2 separate regions of the Mus musculus genome follow, and region 2 is linked to region 1. The links are chromatin contacts, called in public Micro-C maps. All regions are on one chromosome and are shown on one strand. The core of a region is the stretch at or near the end of the contact, and the rest is flanking DNA. Distances in the headings are between cores, read along the strand shown. Region 1 holds the start of Sdhaf3 (succinate dehydrogenase complex assembly factor 3). Region 2 holds the start of Tac1 (tachykinin 1).

What was found. A called contact is a pair of places that touch in the nucleus more often than the background predicts.
Region 2: a Micro-C map of embryonic stem cells shows a contact between it and region 1. The contact joins the promoter of Tac1 here to the promoter of Sdhaf3 in region 1. A contact is called at or near these places in 4 of 39 promoter capture datasets (cranial neural crest, embryonic stem cells and frontonasal cranial neural crest), 1 of 484 Hi-C or Micro-C datasets (embryonic stem cells) and 1 of 9 other capture datasets (embryonic stem cells).

The regions. Positions count from the first base shown.
Region 1 is chr6:6,953,588-6,957,838 of GRCm38.p6, forward strand. Sdhaf3 (succinate dehydrogenase complex assembly factor 3) reads left to right here and starts at 2,431. Exons shown (of 2, transcript NM_001077713.1): 1 at 2,431-2,613. The coding sequence starts at 2,440.
Region 2 is chr6:7,552,623-7,556,814 of GRCm38.p6, forward strand. It overlaps Tac1 (tachykinin 1), which reads left to right and starts at 2,439. Exons shown (of 7, transcript NM_009311.3): 1 at 2,439-2,539; 2 at 2,983-3,114; 3 at 4,062-4,158. The coding sequence starts at 2,992.

The DNA of each region.
Region 1 (4,251 bases), core at 1,181-3,680:
CCACATTTTAATAAGGAGCTTTGGCTCTGAAAGAAGGATTTATTATACTTGTTAATTTAACCTGAAGAGAAACCAGAAAAAAAAAGCAAACTAGAATAAAATAATTTTCAATTTTCAAGGATATTAACAGATGAAATTTGGTAGCAAAGATGCCCTGAAATAAAATAACCACACTGCTCTTCAATCCTTGCCATTAATGTGATTTGTCATGATACCAAATTAAATTTATTAAGATAGTATTTTAGGCAAGTAATTTCCTTAAAGTTAAAGGAAAAACTCTATTCAAGGGCATAAATACTGGAGTGCTTCTTATTTTGTGCTGTACAGTAGTGAGACCTCGAAATGAGCAAAAAACATTGTAGGCTATTGTCTTTTTTGATTTCATAATTGTTACACAGACAGAAATCCTATGTTTGTGAGACAACTGCACACATTCTTGCCCTCTTGTGTTTTACCAACATGCAAATCCTGATGTGCTCAACACCACTAATAAACGCTCTGCACCAATGCAACAGTAATGTGGTTATTACATGTCTAGAGCACAGCCAGACCGGTGGGAAACACTCCCTCCTCCTGAAAAACGCCTTCCCCTAAGTATTCTTGTCAGAAGCTAGAATCAGTAACTAAGCAAAGTACGGCCTGCTGAGTATTATGAAGACAAAAAAGAAAAAACAACAAAAGCAGGAGCACCATGGGAGGTTTGGCTTGGTTATGTTAGTTTCAAACAAGGCTGTTGGGAAAGGTCACACGACAGTGAGCCGACACACTGGTTCTGGCAAGTGATGCCTCCTACCAGCCCCCGGAAGTGCTCCAAACAAGGTTTCCGGTTGGAAGTGAAGGAGTTCAAAGATGGAGGCCAGTGTGAGTGGAACTGACTTACTAGGGAGTGAATAAATAGAACATTTAAATTCTAGAGGTAGAGAGACTTTGAGTTGTTCAATAACAGAGTGCTACTGAGGATTTGTTAAGCAGAGGAACGATGTTATCTAATTACAGCCTGGGTAGATCATAACTGAAGTTCAACATGGCCAGAGGCAAGAACACAGATACGGTAGCTATCCAGTAGAAAGAGATAATTATGGTACAGGGTGTGATGGAAATAATGTTTGATTCCTGCATGATTTTGGTGGTGGAGCTATTAGGATTTGCTGAAGGATTAAAATTTAATTGGAACGAAAGAATAAGGACAAGAAGCTATCAGCTTTTGAAATAGTTACTTTTTTTTTCCCCACCTCTACACAAGTTTGGACTTGTGAACATCTAGATTTCTTGTTTTTGTAAGACCCCCGATGCTGGGCCTCTGCAAGTCCCCAGGTGAGCTGGCCAACACCCCAACGTCCTGAGAGAAAACCATACCTGATGCAAACTGCAAGAGGTTTTATTATCAGCTAGCTGAGGATGAAGTCCCTTTGCTGGTGCAGGGCAGGGGAGTTCGACCCGGTGACAGTAGGGAGCTTTTAACAGCTAGCTGAGGAGTTAGGAGGAGTTGGGAGGAGACTTGGGAGGAGTTGGGAGGAGAGTTGGGAGGACTTGGGAAGAGTTCTTCTCTTCCGGGTGTCCTTGGTGAAATTTACAAGGCAGGAGTGGGGAGTGAGTTCTTTCTGAATTTTTATCTCTGTGTCCTTGGCACAGGAAGGCAGGCATCTCTGGTTGTACAGTATAGAAACAAAAAGGCTTTTTGCTGGCTATAGAGAACAAAGAGCTTCTTTCTAGCTGTATTTTTTAAAGATCAGGGAAAACAAGCTTGGGAAACATCCAGGGGCTTTATCTTCCAGGGAGAAACGCTCTAAGTCAGGGTCTCACATTTTCATCTCACATTGTTTAATAAAAATTCTCAGAATCTTGGTCTTGGAAAAAAAATACACATAAAATAACTCCCAAGATTCTTTCATAGTGCACTTGACCTAGACCAACAAAGTCTGCCCTTCAGGGCTCACTTGTGATAACTACCTGGAAGAAGCTATGCCTACTGCATAAACTCCAAGTACAGCACTGCAAAGGACGAGGGCTGTTGCGAGGGACCGGCGAATGCCACACTATTTCAGAAGCCATAACACTTTGGATTAACCACGCAAGGCTTTCTGGAGAAGACTTCAGTTCGATGAAGTCTTTCTCAAATATTTAATAAGAAGAAACTAGCAAATGGAGAAGATGAGTTAACTCTGAAGGTAACAAGTCGCTCACACAAGACTTTTTGTCTTACACAGCAGCACCTCTCTAGGAAACTCAAGAAATTACAACTACTCCTCAACAGCCGCGCCTTTGGCAGAGCGTTTCTGTCCGCCCGCCCCAAATCCGGGTTTCCGGAAGGACAAGATTCTATGACGGACCAAACCGGATGAAGGTCGCGCGCTCTCTTCCGCCCGCTTTGGGGTTCACCCATAGGCGACTTCCTAGCGGGGGCGGAGCTACGCCCACCTTCTGCGCAGGCGCGGCGCGATGCCGGGGAAGCATGTCTCGAGAGTCCGGGCTTTATATAGGCGAATCTTGCTGCTACATCGGGCTCTGCCCCCGGACCTCAAAGCCCTGGGTGACCAGTACGTGAAGGACGAATTTAGGAGACATAAGACTGTTGGTCCTGGCGAGGCCCAGCGATTCTTGAAGGAATGGGAGGCAAGTGACGCCCCCTCCCCGCCCCCTCGTCCCGGACCTTGGGTTTTCAGTTCAGACCCCACCTTCCTAGCTGCTTCCCAGGGTCCGTGCACGGCCAAACAGGGCGTCTGGAATAGACAGACTAAAGTGGTCAAACAGCACTTCTTTCAAGCTCCGTCGCGAATCCCCCAGCTTCCCGCACAGGCTCTGTGCTTGAGCAGTTTCCCCCGCATTCAGAAGAACTTTCTGAGAGTGCTGAGGGTGCCAGGTGCTGGAGAGAGAAGGGTGGCGTGTCTCAGACGTTACTGCACTCCTGACTGTTTAGTGCTCCAAAAGTTCGTCGGCGTTTGTCCTTTGCGTTGCCTTTAGGCTGTTTAGGTGACAGCCGTGTAATTAACATGATGTCATTACTTAGCTGCCAGAATTAGATCATTTCGATCATTTGTTAATTTGTAATTGTAGGGCCTTAGTAAGCTTTCCACTTGACAGATAAATTATATAACCTAGAAAAGACCTAAGGATTGCAATTTGTTAAAGGGGTAATGCTGGCGGGGGCACGCGTTTGGATTCAGTGTTTGACTTTTCTCTTTTCTTTCTTATTATTTATTTTAGGTACATATTTATTTATTTGTGTGTATACGGGTGTGTGTGTGTGTGTGTGTGTGTGCTGGAGGTCAGAGGCTAACCCAAGGGAATGGTCTCTCCTTCCACCACATGGCTCCTGGGGATCAAACCGCGGGCTGCACAGCTTGGCAGCAGACACCTTTCTCAGTGAGCCATCTCCACGACCCTAATACCTTTTTTTTTTTTTTTTTTCTCTTAAGAATGAAGGGGGAGAAAGAGTATTGCATGATGCTGAAGAGTCTTGCAGGATCTCCTCCCATCTTGAAAATATCAGGAGGTGAAAGGAGTTGGGCATTTCTAGAGTGCATCTAGGTATTTTAAAGAAACTGCTCTGGTAAAGTAAAAAAGATTTTTCATGCTGATAGTGGCTGAAGTGATATTTACCTTTAAAACAACATAAAGATTAGGCTAGGGAAAAGCATTTTCATTGAATTCTATAATTCTTGATTGTAGAATTATTGAAGAGAGAACTTTATAATAATGAAATGTATAACTTTCTTAAAAGTCTTGGTTTATTAGATATAATTTGGTTGCCAGGAGCTGGGGAGGTTTAATATTTTTAAATGCAAAACACTTTCTTTAAATATGTAGTTGGTATTGAAATCAGAAAACTAGATTTAAATTCAGACCTCAGCATTTACTAAACATTACATCAGTTAATTTTTCTAGTCTTTCGGTCTGTAAAATAACGGTATTTACAACAGGCATCTCAATGTTAGTGTATTTATTACTTTATTTTATTCAGTTTGTTTGAGTCAGTGTTTTCCTGTGTTCTTGGCTGTCCTGGAACTCAATCTGTGGACCAGGCTGGCCTGCAACTCAGAGATCTGCAATGGATAATGCTAGTATATTTAAAAAGTACTATTTATATTGTTAATCATATCAAAGCTATAATAAGTGTTTGTAAAGTCATGTCTATTAAGTAAGTTTGAAGCCAGACAGGAAGACTTTATCTGTGCTGAGAAGAAAGACTTCTAGTTTGAAAGTCCTAAAGTCTAAGGACTAGAAAGTTTAAGGAAAATGTAGGAAAGGATA
Region 2 (4,192 bases), core at 1,189-3,688, 600 kb after region 1:
CCTATAATCAGCCACCAAACCCAGAAACTATTGCATATGCCAGCAAGATTTTGCTGAAAGGACCCTGATATAGCTGTCTCCTGTGAGGCTCTGCCAGTGCCTGGCAAATACAGAAGTGGATGCTCACAGTCATCTATAGGATGGAACACAGGGCCCCCAATGGAGAAGCTAGAGAGAGCACCCAAGGAGCTGAAGGGGTATGCAACCCTATACGTGGAACAACAATATGATCTAACTAGTATTGCCAGAGTTTGTGTCTCTAGCTGCATATGTAGCAGAAGATGGCCTAGTCGACCATCATTGGGAAGAGAGGCCCCTTGGTCTTGCAAACTTTATATGCCCCAGTCAGGAATTTGCCAGGGCCATGAAGTGGGAATGGGTGTTAGGGGTGCAGGGTGGCGGGAGGGTATAGGAAACTTTCAGGATAGCATTTGAAATGTAGGTAAAGAATATATCTAATAAAAAAAGAAAATATGTAATAAAATAAATAAATAAAAAATAAAAATAAGATATAAAAAGAAAGAAATTTATCAACAATGTATGCCTGGATTGTGGTCTCTACTTACCATGTACAACTCAATGAAAATGAAGGCTCCTTAGAGGAAGACTTGGAGTCTCAGGTAGGAAACAGATCAAAACCAAGGGAATCATCACTTCCTTTTAATTACATATCAAAAGCCTTGGAAGAACTTTATGCTAGCCAAGAATGGCATAAGTTCAGCATCAAGTAATGAGTATCTATCTACCTTGCATTGAAATGTATCAACTCTGCTTAAATCTGTGAGGTCTTTGTCTTAAAAAATAGGTCATACCTTAAAAGCTCTAAATTGGCAATTTTTAAAGTTGGTAGATCATGGATTTATTTCATATTTCCTGAATTATGTATCAGAATAACTCCATAGTACATGAGAACATATTTTCTACATAAGCGGAGGCATGAAATTTTCAAATTGTTTAGGCAAATGACTGTACATTTGTGTTCACCATTTCTCCTTTTAAAAGTTTTGAAAATAAAAATAGAATGTTCACATTATGAAATCCCTCTGAATGTCTACATTTAGGTTTTAAAACAATATAAACACTGGAGGCAAACATTAGTTTGGCTTGCAAACACTTCTTTCCTCTTCATATTATACTAAAAACATATTAGGGAACGATGATTCCCAAAAGAAAACAACTCTATCCAAAAGACCCCATCGCTCTGGGTGTGGTGGTACACACCTGTAGTTCCAGTAACAAGTAGGCTGAGTTAGGAGAATACCCATTTTGAGTCCTAGTCTAAAAAAGTCAAAACAAATAACTGCAACATCGTTTACTTCATCCAAAGATGGAAAAGTATTATACATCTGGGACAGAAGGTATCTGTAAAACCGTGGTTTGCTAAAGACTTCTGTCTCTGACAGATCTGCAGCACACACACACACACACACACACACACCCTTGGTGACAAAGGTAAACATACAGACTTTATAGCCCTCCAACAAGGCTTAAGGGGAGAGAGGCACAATTATTCTCTTGCAACTCCCTCTACCTTCTGTGTGTGACTGCGAAGAAGCTTCAGAGGAACGAAAGAGGTCCTCAGATGGCTGGTGGGTACGTTCCACATGCTGTTCTACATGCTACAGCGTCCTTGAATGGCTGGTGGGTAAGTTCTACATGCTACAGCGTCCTCAGATGGCTGGTGGGTAAGTTCTACATGCTACAGCGTCCTCGGATGGCTGGTGGGTACGTTCCACATGCTGTTCTACATGCTACAGCAGGCTTCAATTCTTCTTTCTCCTAAATGTAAAGCAAGTCTGCTTTCCTCCTCTAGAACACAAGACTGAAACCCCTTTGCAAGGCTAGAGAAATGAGAGAGAGTATTCTGGCTGATTTAGGGAGGGAGGGCTGTTCCAGCCATGTAACACCTCAGGAACCTTTAAGACACATACAGGTAGAGCTAGAAGGAAAATCCCCGCTTGCCTCATCCCACTGAAGTGCTTGCTAGTGTCTTAGTGTCATTTCACAAGGTTTTGTTGCGGAAGTTATTTGGCTGTCCTCAAAGCTCAAGATTCCCTGACTCCTCTAGAGAGAAAAGTTCCCAAAGTCCGAGGCATGAGTCACTTCACTCAGTTTTGATGAGTAATCTCAGGTGTCACTGAACCTTGTTCGGAAGAAGAGGGGAGGAGGGCGTCAGATTGTCAGACGAAGAAAACAGGTCTCTCTGGATTGGATGGCAAGACCTCGACTTCCCTAAAATTGCGTCATTTCGAACACAATTTGGTCCAGATGTTATGGACTCCGACGGGTTACCGTCTCGGAAACTCTACATCACGCAAGCGAAAGGCGAGGGGGCGGCTAATTAAATATTGAGCAGAAAGTCGCGTGGGGAGAGTGTCACGTGGCTCTACAGGCTCGTCACGCCTGAGATAAATACCGCAAAGCAGGAGCTGGGGACTAGACCGCACTCGGACCTGCTCCGCTCCTGCACCGCGGCCAAGGAGAGCAAAGAGCGCCCAGCAAGTGCGCACCTGCGGAGCATCCCCGCGGTCTGACCGCAGTGAGTACCACTCTAGCCTGCCAGCCAAGGCTGCCTGGGACCCGTCGTGCCTTCGTCGGAGGTGGCGTCCGCCCTGGCTCTGCTCCCACTCCATTCTCAGACCCGGAGAGAAAGTGTGCAAATACCAACGCCTCTCTTTGTCTGCCACCTGCAGAGTCTTCAGGCTTGAGAGTGTGGGCCAGTGGGTAGGGGGCTGGGACGCTGAGACTCAAGGAGAGGAGGATTTGAGGCTCTTTGGCGCCTCAGGAGCCTTCTTAAAGGGTTTGGAGAAGTGTTCGACCTGGTGGGCTTTTGGTTTTGTTTTTATTTTAATCTTGGTTTAGCGGGACCTGTTCTTTCTTCCTTGTGGCACTGAAATTCAGCTGCTCTAACTCTTGGGTGGCCACAGCCTCCTTATGTATAATGTCTCTTTCCCACCTTCCTCTGTCTCCTACTCTCTTCAGAAATCGAACATGAAAATCCTCGTGGCCGTGGCGGTCTTTTTTCTCGTTTCCACTCAACTGTTTGCAGAGGAAATCGATGCCAACGATGATCTAAATTATTGGTCCGACTGGTCCGACAGTGACCAGATCAAGGTGAGTCCCAAACGGGCGTGGGAGCTGTTGCCTTCTCCTTGTGGTAGCACCCTGATTAGCCCAGCTTGAGCTGGAGAGGCGCACTGGAATATAAAGGTCATCACGTCCCGGACAAGGCACAGGGCTTATTGCCCAGAACCAAACTAAGTTTCCTCCCTGAGGGAGGGCAACGTCGTAGGTTCAGTCAGTGTCTCCCCAGTATCTCGCCCCTCCCACCTCCTCTCTCTCCTCTCTGTCTTTCTCTCTCACAGCCGGGTTCTCACCACGCTGGAAACCTCATTAGGTTTTAATCCCTACTTACAGGGTTGGGGAGGAGGGGAAATCGAGGGGGGAATTTAGTAAAACCGCACTGCCAGAGCGTTTGAGATGCTGGATAGAGAAGTGAATCAGTTAATGGGGGCAAAAGCGGGATTTTACTTAGCTGCGGGGTCTCAGTGGAGAAACTAACTCCGCACTCCAGCATTCAGTGCTCCAAGTTTCCCTGTACATCACTCTTGGCTACTGGCTCCAAGGAGCGCGCCTTGGGAAATGGTGAAAGTTGTGCGGTGGTGCAAGGTTGCTCTGAAAGTATCCTCACCCTTCTTCATCCACCCTACTGTTCACAGTTAGGACAGTGAGAGGACTTCGAAGCCTCGCTGAGAGCAAACAAAGGTGATAACAAGAACTTGAGTGAGCCCTCTGGTGCAATTAAGAGCAGAAAGCTTACAGGATCCAGGGCTGGCAGGTGTGGCGCTGCTGCAGGAGCCTCCCCGGTAGACTTTGTGGAGAAGGAAATCCCAGGCGGGGCCAGATTGGGGAAAGTGTATAGGTTTTAGTATGGCCCAGACGCGTGCTAGCCCACCAGGTTCTGGTGTCTGGGGGAATCTGTGGCTCTGGGGGACGCTCAGGTGCACCACTAAGGTGATCCTGGTTCACTTAAGTTGTCTGCTCGCGGGTTTGTCCCCCAGGAGGCAATGCCGGAGCCCTTTGAGCATCTTCTGCAGAGAATCGCCCGAAGACCCAAGCCTCAGCAGTTCTTTGGATTAATGGGCAAGCGGGATGCTGGTGAGATGAGCAATAGTCACTAGATCTATCAGGC